Regions from separate parts of the Mus musculus genome. Here region 1 is linked to region 2. A link is a contact called in public HiCAR-type data. All regions are on one chromosome and are shown on one strand. The core of a region is the stretch at or near the end of the contact, and the rest is flanking DNA. Distances in the headings are between cores, read along the strand shown.

The links. HiCAR-type assays count read pairs that join an accessible place to other places.
Region 1: a contact with region 2 is called in a HiCAR-type map of Th2 cells, with 5 times the contacts expected there. The contact joins two enhancer-like sites. A contact is called at or near these places in 5 of 484 Hi-C or Micro-C datasets (the HPC-7 cell line, Th1 cells, Th2 cells and 2 more) and 1 of 115 datasets of contacts at active chromatin or transcription factors (Th2 cells).

Annotation. Positions count from the first base shown.
Region 1 is chr2:84,221,266-84,228,262 of GRCm38.p6, forward strand. No RefSeq gene overlaps it. Among named protein-coding and RNA genes, the nearest start is that of Calcrl, 200 kb to the right of the region's middle. Within about 2 kb of position 1,271, at least 3 of the 459 cell types and tissues checked have an H3K27ac peak or open chromatin away from gene starts, as enhancers often do. A contact at or near this core is called in Th2 cells, where this site is marked.
Region 2 is chr2:84,063,064-84,069,195 of GRCm38.p6, forward strand. No RefSeq gene overlaps it. Among named protein-coding and RNA genes, the nearest start is that of Zswim2, 120 kb to the left of the region's middle. Within about 2 kb of position 2,433, at least 15 of the 459 cell types and tissues checked have an H3K27ac peak or open chromatin away from gene starts, as enhancers often do. A contact at or near this core is called in Th2 cells, where this site is marked.

The sequences.
Region 1 (6,997 bases), core at 21-2,520, 160 kb after region 2:
TTCTGCAGTTGATTTGGTTTTCTAATTGGAACATTCCCCCCGCCCCCCACCTTCCCCAAGTTAACACTCAGGCAGTCAGTTGAGCTTTCTTATCATTCATGTTCTCTCAAGAAAAGATGTCATTTCTTCCAGAAACTTTGCCTGAATTCTCAACTGGACCAAGTTACTCTTTGGTGGAACAGATGATGAGTTTTCAGCCTACCGTGGATTCTGCCGTACCACACCCACTATCTTTAATCAATTGTGGTCTTTTTTTCTTTTCCATTTAAACTGAGAGATGTTATTTTTCTCTTTCATTGGAACTCTGACAGGTGACTACTGTGTTACTAAATGCCACAATTTAAATATGTTTGTTTTTCAGAATGTGGGGCGACTCATAAAGACAGGAGGAGGTCTAGTCGGTGAGTTAAACAGTCAGATGATGCACAACTTTGATGAATTAATTTTCTTCTTTTAATTTTACTTTATTTTTCTTGCATATGAGTGTTTTGCATGTGTGTATATTTGTGTACTGCATGAATGCCTGGTGCCTGCAGAAGCAAGAAGAGAGCTTCAGACCCCTTGGAACTGGAGTTACAAGCAGTCATGAGCCACCATTCGGATGCTGGCACTCTAGAAGAACATCAAGTGCTCTTCACCACTGAGCCATCTTTCCAGGCCATAAATTGCTTGTGTTATTTTGGCCTGGCTTCATTTGACCAAATTATAGTGGTAATACAAGAGACCTCATATCACCGTAACAAATGATAATAATGGACAGTTTGAAATACTGTGATAAATACCAAAATGTGTCACAGAGGCTAAGAAAGAACAAGCTGTTAGGGAAGTGGGGGTGGTAGAGCTAGTTGTTGCAGAGTTTCTACAGACCTTCAACTTGTTAAAAAAATAAACTGAGAAATAAGATGGCAATGTACAATGAGATGGAGCATCATGGGCCATGAAGAAGACTATGACTATGACTATGACTATGACTATGACTATGACTATGACTATGACTATGACTATGACTATGACTATGACTAACCATAGCCAGTCAGAAAAAAAAAATCTTAATTACCTTTCCGGGAGTAGCAGAAAATTTTGTGTTTGTAGTAAATACTGAATTACAAAATGTAGAGTTATGTTATTGATGGGAAAAACACAGCTCTCATCTTAAAAGGAATAAGGTAGTTTATTCTGGAATCATTTTGAGTAACCACAATCCTGGAACACAGATTTGGGTTAACCCACATCCCATGCTTCAACATAAAAGCAGTTTCATGAAGTCTTAAGTCATCAATATAGCTTTAAGACATTTAAAATGCACCAGAGAGGCAGGTTCAGTGAGAAGGGAAGCGCTCCTATAGAGCTGAGATGTTATCTGATGATATTCTTAGCTTTGGGATTGGTGGAAGCTGGTCATAGATGTTAGTTCACTGGGGTGAGCAAGGAATGGCCATTCTGGAGAGTTAGATAAGGTAATTAGTCCTTAGACCCTCAACAATCCAGACTCTCCACAGGACTGAAATTCTAGTCAGCCGATTAGTCTCTGCAGACACAGCTTTTTTCAGGAGGTTTTGTTCACAATATCATGGCTGGGTTTTACAGTTCTGGTTACACAATACACAAACTTGATAAAACCTATCGAGGTCATTTTTCAAGCCTTTATCTCCCCAAGTGTCTCCTGCCACTATGATAGTTTTTGCGTCCAGATGAAGTTGAATACTTGCTATGCTGAAAGGTACTTTCCACCCTTCCAACAGAAATTCGTTTTCATGCTCTCCCAAACATAGAACATGAACAGTCCACCCGGGGTATGATGTGAAAGTGAGATTCTGAACCAGCAGTAATTTGAAGCTTGTTGAATTAATGTAAAGCAGAATGGAGTAGGTTAATCTTTGGCCCTTGAGGTAAATTATAACATTATATTTTCTGACTCTTGCTATTCGTACTAGGTGACAAGGAAATGGTGCTCTGACTGCAGCTTAGGGGTGGGCTGGCATGCTTCAGCACATTCATGTCTATTGTGAGAAACCACGCAAATCGGAGCTTCCACTGGACAAAGTCAGCCCCTGCAAACCTTCAGCTACTAAAGGTGTAACTGCTGTGTTGTCCAGTTAAGAACTTGGTCTTGAAGTCAGGTTGGGTTTTTTTGTTGTTTTTTTTGTTTGTTTGCTTGTTTGTTTTTTTGAAAGTGTTTTTCTTAGAAAACTTTTGAACACAGCTGGTTAAATGGCACAGCTAACGTATTTGCTGTTGGGGTTATTTTTACTCACTTTGGAAAAGGTTAGAGCAGCCTCTGTTTTCTTGGTTTTCATGACAGCATGAAAGTTATACTTCAGTGAAGTAGAGGTGCTAATTAATTTCCACTGAGTGTGATTGCTTCTTGCCTGAACGTAAATATTACAATGAATATGTTGGTTTTCCGATCAAACCTGCATACATTCTTCAATAATTAGTGTCTTGGTCAGGGTTCCTATTCCTGGACAAAACATCATGACCAAGAAGCAAGTGGGGAGGAAAGGGTTTATTCGGCTTACATTTCCACATTGTTGTTCATCACTGAAAGAAGTCAGGACTGGAACTCAAGCAGGTCAGGGAGCAGGAGCTGATGCAGAGGCCATGGAGGGATGTTCTTTACTGGCTTGCTTCCCCTGGCTTGCTCAGCCTGCTCTCTTAAGAACCAAGACCACCAGCCCAGAGATGGTCCCACCCACAATGGGCCTTTCCCCCTTGATCACTAATTGAGAAAATGCCTTACAGTTGGACCTCAAGAAGGCATTTCCTCAACTGAAGCTCCTTTCTCTGTGATAACTCCAGCGGTGTCAAGTTGATATAAAACTAGCCAGTACAATTAGAAAGGACAAAATTATCCTGAAAACAAAATTCCTATTATCAGTCTAGTTTATGAATAGCCCACTATTGTTTTTAAACATGCTACTAGATGTCTCCAATTCTCATGCGACTCTGCGTCAAGTAAGAGGTATCAGTTGTTCAAGCTCTGTACCTGCTGCAGCCCAGCCAGGAACAGGAATCACCTTCCAGAAGTTAGTGAAAGCCTTTCAGCTGGCGGTGGGATATGCTGGTCTCTGCCCCACCAATTGTTATTCGGTACCATAGTCTTGAAATCTATGATCCATGCAGTCATAGAAGCTATTGCCTTTTGTGGTTAAAACAGAATAGATTAAAATTTCTTGGTTTGTAAGTGACTGGAAATTCACCTAAGAGGTCTACCCTAATATACCAGCCTTGCTGTTATCTGCCCAGGACAGTCTTAGCCATTTATAACATCAGTTGTTTTCCCCAGTCCTTGCTTATACCTGAATCAGCTTGAATAGGTCTACATGTATAGAATGTTGTTTTGCTTCAGTTAGTTTTTGGAAAAGATAATATGGTTACAGTGGATTTTGAAAATGATCTTAGAGCCTCTAAAACCCTGTCACAGAAAATTAAATTATGTAAAGTTGTCTCCAAAATCAAGCCAAAACAAAGTAAATAAGCAATCCAGAAAACCCAGAGGGTAATTTTAGTCTTCCCTTATTTTTGTTGGCATTACTCCCCTTACTATACATACCTACACCCCCCACACACACACACACACACCACAGAGAGACAGATACACAGAAAAAGACAGACAGGAAGAGACAAAAAGAGAACTTTATCAAAAACAATGGCCATTCCTTATTTTATGTAGTATATGTAAATGCTAACTCAAGGCTAGTCTCTTAATCTCATTCACTGTTTAAGTCTCTCCAATGTGAAAATTTGGTACCGTTACTCAAGTTTCTTTTGTGTGGCCTGAAGATCCCTAATGAGATAATATGTAGTTTCCTAGTTTTTAAAAATATCTTTATTGAATGCCTTTATCCATGGTATGTGTAGATGAATAGTTAAGTAGAAAATTATAAACTTTAGTTGTGTGGATTATTGACATTATTTCTACAGTTGCTACTCATTTAGTTTGTCAGCATTGTATTCCTTGGTGCTGAACACGATGCTAGATGCCAATCACCAAGGCCAGTGAGGGTACCCAGGCCACACATCCTTTAAGCACCTGTCTCTGTTGCAGATGAAAGTGAGGGGCAAAGCACTGTTCATTACACTCATGAGAAGACACCAAAGACCAGCAGAGATGTAAAAAGTGCAGTTTTTATTATTGATAGAAGCATCACGTATTTGTTAGAAAGTCTAATATTTTGAGACATGTGATTCAATTTTTGTTTTCTTTATCCTAGAAAACAACACTCTACCTAGCTCAGTCTAACAGAATCTCGGACTCTTTTCTTCTCATTTATTCCTGACCCTGGCTCATCCTCATGTGCATTCAGCCATTTGTTAAGTGTATCATTGCTTGCCATGGTTGAAACACTAATTCATGTCATGATTATTTTTCTCTTAAATAATGGTGACATCTTGTATGGCATCCTAACTCCATTCCCTCTGTGCTCTTCTCCAGCTTATCTATGAGCTTCCTTGAAACTGTTTTTTCCACAGTTTCTACAATTCCCTGTCTTTTCATTTCCTGATGGTATTTTTTTGTTGTTCCAGAGATAACATATCTCTTTTCTTCTGTTAAATATCCCATCTTAGAAGAGTTATTTTTTATAACTTTATGAATGTTGAAACCTAGGTTAGATATCTCATGCATACTTAAACACAATGTTTCACTACCTATGTGGAAACAGTCACCACATTACATTTATGTTTTAATTATTTCTTCATATTAGAGACTGCAAGGTATGCCCAATTGGAGACCCTAAGGCCACCACTGCCTCAGAATGGCTACAAATATACCCCAACATAAAACATACACTAACTTAAGACATTATAAGAATTTGGGGATACTATAGGTAACCCTTGTATACTTCTCAAGCATAAACTTCATAGATTACATTTTGTTGCAGTGTCAAAAGATAGAATACTAAAACTATCATACAGCTAATATTCAGTGCTGTTTCTCTAGGATCTACTATTATGCCTGACATATGGGTATTCAGTAATCACTTATTAAAATGATAAATACAAGGCAAATTGAAAAACATAGACAATACCAATTCAATTCTTCATTCTCCAAATATAATTTTATTAGAACATAGCCATGCCTGTTACTTTATGTGTTGTCTGTAGCGTTATCTTGTAATAGAATAGTCAAGAGCTGAAACACACTCTATGGTCTGTAAGTCTCAAAGGTTTACTATGTGGTCCTGAAAGACTCCGAGAGCCCCTCGCTCAGGCCTCAGGACAATAGCGGACACCCAAGAACTTACGATAGACTGAGCTTGTTGCAAACCATATGAGGCTTTATTCGGGGAAAGCCAGAGCTCTGGGAACAACTCATATCCCACGAAGGGGTAGAGGAGTCGACCTCAAGGGGAAAGAGGTCCCAGTTTTTATAGGCCCTCAGGGGAGAAAGGAGAAGGGGGAGAGTAGGGGATTTCCAGATCTAAACAATGTCTATTCTCAAGAAATGGGTATGGGAGGGGTACAAGGAAAGAGTCTGGTGCAGGTATAGCAACTCAGGATTGGCTGGGCTGTGGTTGCTGGGGAGATTTTCTGACTCTTGCTCAGCAACCAATATCACAAACACCTGGCAATGGGCTTCATCGGTGGGCACACACATGGGTCAAGGAATGGTCAAAACATTGGCAGACTCACAGGTTCAAGGAGTGGCCAGAGCATTGTGCACCTCTATTTTTCTAAATCAGTGAAGCTAGTTCTGCTAACAGTGACCTCTATCTTGCCAATTTCAGGGCTTCTGTGTCCTTTCACATTCTGTCAGGATCTTTCAGTCCTTTGTTAAAAATCTTCAGTGCCCACTGTCACAGGCTGATGCAAGGTTTAGCTTTCATTGTGAGTAAGCTTTGGTAAATTGTGTCATTGAAGAATCCATTTATCTATATTGTTGACATGAAATTGTTAAAATATTCCTGAATTATCATCTTTAATGTGTGGAGATTTTCAAGTTGTGCCTATTTCATTTAATTTGGGACCTCTTGTTCTTAATTTGATTCTCAAATTAACATTTAACCTTACTCTCTTTACTATTTTTCTGCTTAACTCATATATGTGAGTTAATACCCTTATTATTTTACATCCTCAGCTTGTTTGAGTTATAATTTGCTATTTTATTTCTAGTTTTTACGCTATTAAACTCTTTTTAAATCATATGAAGGTTTCGATTGGAATTCTGAAGATCTCTCTGATCTAATTATTTTTTAAATAATTTGGGAATATCCTCAGCCACTACATTTTCATTCTTTTTGTTTTGTAATTTTTCATTCAGGGATGCAAATTGTATGTTATTTCATTTGATATTGTCACAGAGTTCAAGACATGTTCTGTTTTTCCTACTTCTTTTCTGTGTTCCTTTGCATTTTGGGAAGATTTTGTCACCCATGATTTAGGTTGTCCCCATCCAAGCACTTAAAGGAAACAAAAGGGAAACTCACTGAGGTCCTTCTCAGAAAAAATTCCACTTACAGATATTTGGGGATATAATTTGCAACATCAGTTCTCTGTTATCTTCAAACATCCTAGTTGCTTTGCATTTTTCTAACTTACTGGTTGCAACAGTTGTGGATTATTTTTTCTCCTGAGACCTCTCCTGTTGGCTTACATTGTCTGTAATTTCCCATGTCCTTACATGGCCTTTTCTTTTTGCACACATGTCTGCAGCATACTTGGTGCTGTGTTTTAAATGTAAATTGTCCATCAAAGGTGAATCTGTTTGAACTCTTGACCTCTTTCTGGTGGTGTTGCTTGGGAACATTGTGGAATCTTGATTAGGTGGACCCTCACTAGAGGAAATGACTCACTGGGGGTGGGCCTTGAGGCTTTATAGACAGCCCCAGCTTCCAATTAACTCTCTGCTTCCTGAGTAAAGATACAGTGTGACCATCCAGCTTTCTGCTCCTGCTGCCATACCTTCCCTCCATGATAAACTGTGTCTCCCAGGAACTGTAAGACACAATAAAACTCTCTCTGTCCTGGTTAGGGTTATCATTGCCATGATGAAACA
Region 2 (6,132 bases), core at 1,183-3,682:
CTTTCATCTCAGCTCCAAACTTTGTCTCTGTAACTCCTTCCATGGGTGTTTTGTTCCCAGTTCTAAGAAGGGGCAAAGTGTCCATACTTTGGTCTTCGTTCTTCTTGAGTTTCATGTGTGAAAACTGCATTTTCAATATCACGTTCATGTTGTGGCCAGACGCCTCTTGTCCTTGGTTTCCCTGATGAAAGTCTTTGTATGACTTAGTGAAATTCCAGAATCATCAGTTAAGCTAGAGGACCTTCAGAGAGGTTCTAGGCAGATTCTGTTATGAATATAGAGATAACAAAGTACGTTTCTAATGGCCAGGTAAATTCACATCCATGATTCTTTCTCATTCGGACTGGGTATGGTGTATTTCCATGCCTTGGAAGGTAACATGTGAAAGTCATGGGAAATGAATTATTTTCTATAATTCCTCAGAATTTTATGAATAAGTTATGGACTCAACAAGTGACTTCATTACTCATCAGCAATTAAAGATAAAACAGCATTGAAAATCAGTCTCTTTCAGAATAACAAAACCATGCCATCTGAATTTTAAAAGAGTTTACATATTTTTCTGTGCTGAGTTCTGTATATATGTTTATGAGTACGCTTGAATGTTTGTGTGTGTGGGTAAATGAGAAAGGATAAGAATGTTTGGTGGTTAATGGTCTTAGTAGTAGAATGAATGTGCAAAAGAAAGGCAATTCTTCCTTTATCATGTGTTAATTAGTCATTTCCAATTATGTGACTATTGAACTTTGAATATGATTAAATGGCCAGAGGCAGATAGGGAATTGGCAATATGATAATGTATGCGATATACAGGTCGCATCTTTTGAATCAATAAGTTGCTTCCCCTGGTTAATGGAAGACAATGGGTCTATAAAAAACTGTGAAAATTACAAAGCTCTTTTGTGTGTGTGTTAAATTGTGTCCTTGATGTCATTTCTGAGACCTCTCACCTCTTGACTAATATGAAATTGTTCTAGGTCAATGATTACATTATTACTGGAAGAAATTGGATTATTTTGTGGCCATAGAGAATTCAGATAAAGAGCATAAAATTCAAGCAAAAGCAATTGAAAAATGTCACATAAGAAATTTGGAGACCTCCTATATTTATGCATAAATATAGTTGCTTCAACTACTCAATTTATTCTAAATAAAAACTTGAATGCCAAGTGCTGAGATATGTATGCCAATTCTTTTCACAGTGGAAGAAGAAAGGACTTGCATCTGTATAAAGATAATGTTAAATGATGATTTCATTTTCCACTTCTTGGTTAGGGAGAGTAAGTATGTCATTACCTTATCAGTATTGCTTTCTCTCTGCCTCTCCTTCATTTTATTTTTCTCCATCTGGATTATTTATTTTTAAGATATCCCATGCGTATTTGTTGTTGCTATGGGCAAACACAGGAAGAGAAGTATTTATTGAGTGGGTGGTTTGAGGAGATACAGTCTCCGTGGTGGAGAAGGCCTGGTAGTAGCAGGTGACCCATGATGGCAGGACTGTGCTGGACTTCCCCAACTGCTCTCAGCTCAGTGAACACTTAGTAGAGAGGAAACAGGAAGCAGAGGAGCTGGCCTATCAATCTCAAGGTCTGCTCCACAGGGCCCCCCCCCCTTTTTTTTTCTAGCCAGGTTCTACCTGCTGAAGGCTCACATCTTCCTGAAACATCACCACCAGCCAAGGACCAAAGTGCTCACACACATGAGCCCACGGGCAACATCTCACACCCAAACTGTAATAATGTCCTTTACTTTTTAATTGCCTTTTTCTTACTCTGAGTTAAGTTTCAAGGGCAGAGACCTTTGATTTATTAATTGACCCAGTCCGAATATTTTGGTGTGTCCAAACTCTTCCTTTCTGGGTGAAGAAAGGTGCCTTACAGAGGAATTTGCGAGATTAAAAACAAAAAACAAGAGACAAAAAACAAAACAAAACACCAAAAAAACTTCCTTGTCTCTGTCTTCTTCTATAAGTATCTGCTTATGATTTCAAATTTAAGCTTAAAAGGCTTATAATTGTTATGATTGATAAGAGGGCAGGGATGTGTAATGTTGATTTTGGTTTTTGTAACGTAGTCTTCATTCCTTGATCACAGACTATTTTATTCTGTTAGAAAACAAAACAAACGAACAAATCTCAGTTCTCTTCTTACTTCAAACACTAGATGTCTCTCTAGGGATGTTCAGAGTCCCTGGATTCCACAGCAAGGAGACATTCATTTAGGCATGCCACCTCTCAGAAGACAGAAGACAGCCACGGGTTCTGCACCTTGATCCTGTCTAGTGTCGTGTGGTTGAAACAGGCATGCCTCTTTTCTACAGATAGACGTTCGTACAACAGTAGAGAACATGTAGAGCAGTATGACACATATCCGTTCAATCTGTCCACAAAGCAAGCTTATAGACCATGCAGCGTTTTTATCTTTATAGTTTGAGAAATGAGGCCCAGCAATATTGTAGATCAGTTGGAAACCTGACTTAACAACTCATAGAGGATCTGAAAGTCACTCACTTATTTTCTCCTTCTTTCTCTTCCCTAGGGGTTGGAGAGGATGCTAAGAACATGTACCCAAACAGCAGAAGACCCCAGTTTGGTTTCCAGCACCCACATTGGGCAGCTCAAAACCACCTAAAATCCAGCTCCAACACCCTCTTCTGGCATCAGTGGGTACCTGAACTCAGGTACACATCCCTTACTCTTCCATATATACACATACTTAAAAACTAAAATCTTAAAATAAAGGCTAGAAGAACCTGAGGAGGAGAAAGACCCCATAGGAAGACCAACAGTCTCAACTAACCCAGACTCCTGAGATCTCTCAGACACTGAGGCTCCAACCAGGAAGCATACACTAGCTGATATGAGGCTCATGACACATGACACATATACAGCAGAGGACTGCCTGGTCTGGCCTCCGTGATGCACCTAACCCTTGAGAGACTTGAGGCCTCTGGGAGTAGGGAGGCCTGGCTGGGAGGGGACATCCTCTTAGAGACGGGAGAGGAGGAATGGGATGAGGAACTGTCAGAGGGCAGACTGGTATGGGTGTTAGGTCTGGACTGTAAAAAAAAATTTGTTGTTAAAAAGATGACATTCTCTTCCATGCATAGTAAAAGTTTAGTGTTCATTTGTTACACTTAACCATGTTAACGAAACCTTTCTAATACTACAATCATTTTCATTTAATACTTCTAAATTAGTGTATATGCTCAAGTAACATGGAAGTCTGAGGCTACCCCTCCCTTTGGTCTGAACCTTGGATAACCCTGGCTTGTGATTAGCTTTGAGGAGGTATACGTGTGAGCCTACATTCCTCTGTGGACTTTATTTGCTGCCAGAAGAAACATTTAATTTCCTGATGGGAGAAACTTATCTTTAAAGGAAGAGTCCCATTCTTTCTATTGTTACTTGAGGTTCCCTAAATGGTTTCAGTTTTAATGTAGTACAAACAAGGACTCCCTTAGATTATGGTTAAATAAATATATATAGGAAATGTTCCTTCTTACGAGTTTGTGTATTTTATGTGATAATGGACCAGTCTTGTTTTGATATGTTAGTAACACCCATGAACAATTTTGCTGCTATGTCCTAGCAAAGATATTGGTGTCTTGCTTTTTCCTGAAGTACATACCAAAGTCTAGGAAAATGCAAAATTAACTATCTTTTGAGCGGGAATTCTATATAATTTATAATTAGAAAAACTAAACTATTTCAAATTCTAAATTTACATTATAAAAATGATTATCTTCAGCTACTTAGAAGTTTTTATTTAAAACACTCATACTTACCTTCTTTTTCTACCTTATCTCCCTTATAGCTTAAAGGAAACCAAATTGCGGAAGTGTTCATGGTTTCACTGATCTTTCTCTCTTAGTGATTTGTCCTATCATTGTCATATCGGGTCCATCTTGAAAGATAAAAACGTTGGCCAAGTTTAGCTGAAAGGAAGTCATCACTGACTCACAGAAGAATCATGGTTTGGATAGCTCCAATTTGCTTTAGAGATTTTTTTTTTTTTTTTTTTTTTTTTTTTTTTTTTTGCCTACCTTTTCCTGACTTCAAGAAGGAAGAATTTCTTATATTTCTTATACATGGAGAAATGTGTGCAGATAAATTGAGTCTTGCTCTGTGAATTATACATCCCATGATCATCTTCCTTCCCTTCTTCTAGCCCTCCTTACTCAGTGGCTTAAGAGGGGTGTGCTAGTGTTTTGGTTTCATAGGAACTGAGCTTAGTAATCTTTTCAGAGCTGAACAATAGTGGCTGGAAAGTAAGAATGGTGAGATTTAGAACCCGTCAGCCGTGAGGTTCAGAATCTACTTGCCATGCTCAAGAACAATGGACATCTTGTTAGAGATGAAAAGTGAAAATATACTCAGAATACTTTAAGACTGGAAATACTAATTAGGGTTATTACGCAGAACATTATTGAAAGAAACATTAAATGATGCATTTTCTTTTTTATTTATTTATTTTTATTTTTTAATTAGGTATTTATTTCATTTACATTTTCAATGCTATCCCAAAAGTCTCCCACACACTCCCCCACCCACCCACTCCCACTTCTTGGCCCTGGCGTTCCCCTGTACTGAGGCATATAAAGTTTGCATGACCAATGGGCCTCTCTTTCCACTGATGGCCGACCAGGCCATCTTCTGATACATATGCAGCTAGAGACACGAGCTCCGGGGGTACTGATTAGTTCATATTGTTGTTTCAGATAGCATAGAATAAGATGCAAGGAACAAAGAAATTGATTAATGTGTGGATTAATTTGCTTTGAAAGATGTTGAGTAACCTGTAGATCAATCTATATGAACAATGGATTCAAAATTCAATACTGAAAATAACAGTGGTAATGAGTAACTGGGTGTCTTCAGAGTAGTGCTCTGGGGGATGGATAAGTGGCTCAGCAATTAAGAGGACTTGGCTTGCTTGCAGGGGACCATGGTTTAGTTCCTATCACCATATGGTACCTCACTCTCTGTAACTTTAGCTCTAGGATCTGACATCTTCTGGCCTTCTCAAGCACCAGGCACACACATGGTGTACATCTATACACAGGCAAAACACTCATGCACATAATAAATAAATAAATCTAAAAAGACAGGGCTCCTTTTGTAAAGACCTGTTTAAAAAGTTAATAGTAAGAACAAGTGAATGGTGTGTGCTCTGCATTAGGCAAAGCACCCATATTACCTCCTCCACCCGTCAGGAATACTGCAGGGATGGAAAGAATGTAAGAGCCAAATGATGGGGAGAAATCAAAGTGCTGTCATATGGGCATAGTAGAGTCATGAGCTAGCAGCCGTTGCCTGCATAAGCATGAGCCAGTGACATTTAGTCATAGATGGGAGAGTGACTCAGGAGCTCCCCTCATTCAGAGACAAAGTCATTACCTCCAGTGATGTGGCCACCTATGAGGTACTCATGGTCTAATGCATAGCCTTACATTCATGTCCATGTGAATATCTTGTTAAACCTAGTGGAACATAAAGCAAAAACACAACAAAAAGCCATAAAAGTCATTCATGAAAGGAAGAGGAAAAGTTGGTGAGAGTAGAAGGAGGAAAAAGAGGGTGGAGGGATGAGAATGGCTAGAATGTATCGCACACATGAACAAAATTGTCAAGGAATAAATTAACAAGCACAAGCAACAATAACAAAATTTGAGCTCAAGCTTTTCCAGATCTTTATTTTCTGGAGGGAAACAGGGACTGACTCGGAATAAACTTTCACTCTGTGAGGTCAAGAGCCTGTGCCAAATATTTAGGGATAAACATTGTACGGCAAGCAATAGAGTATAAAACAAACATAACCCAGCCAGTCTCTGCTGCTCTAATTCAAGGAAGAGGAAGAATAAAGGGAAATTAGAGCAGATGAAGCAAAATAAACAGGAGCTTACAAACAAGTCTAAACAGAACTGTGATAACAATAAATGCGAATGACTTAATTTTACCTCTAAAAGGCAGGAGGCCACTTCAAATTGGATTTTAAAAATTTAGTTATATATTGCTTATGAGAAATATGTAAACATGATTATGAAGCAAAGTGGAAAACATTGAAGTGGAAAAACACACCCAAATAGGATTCCAACCACATGTGTTATTGTAATATTAATAAAGGGAGA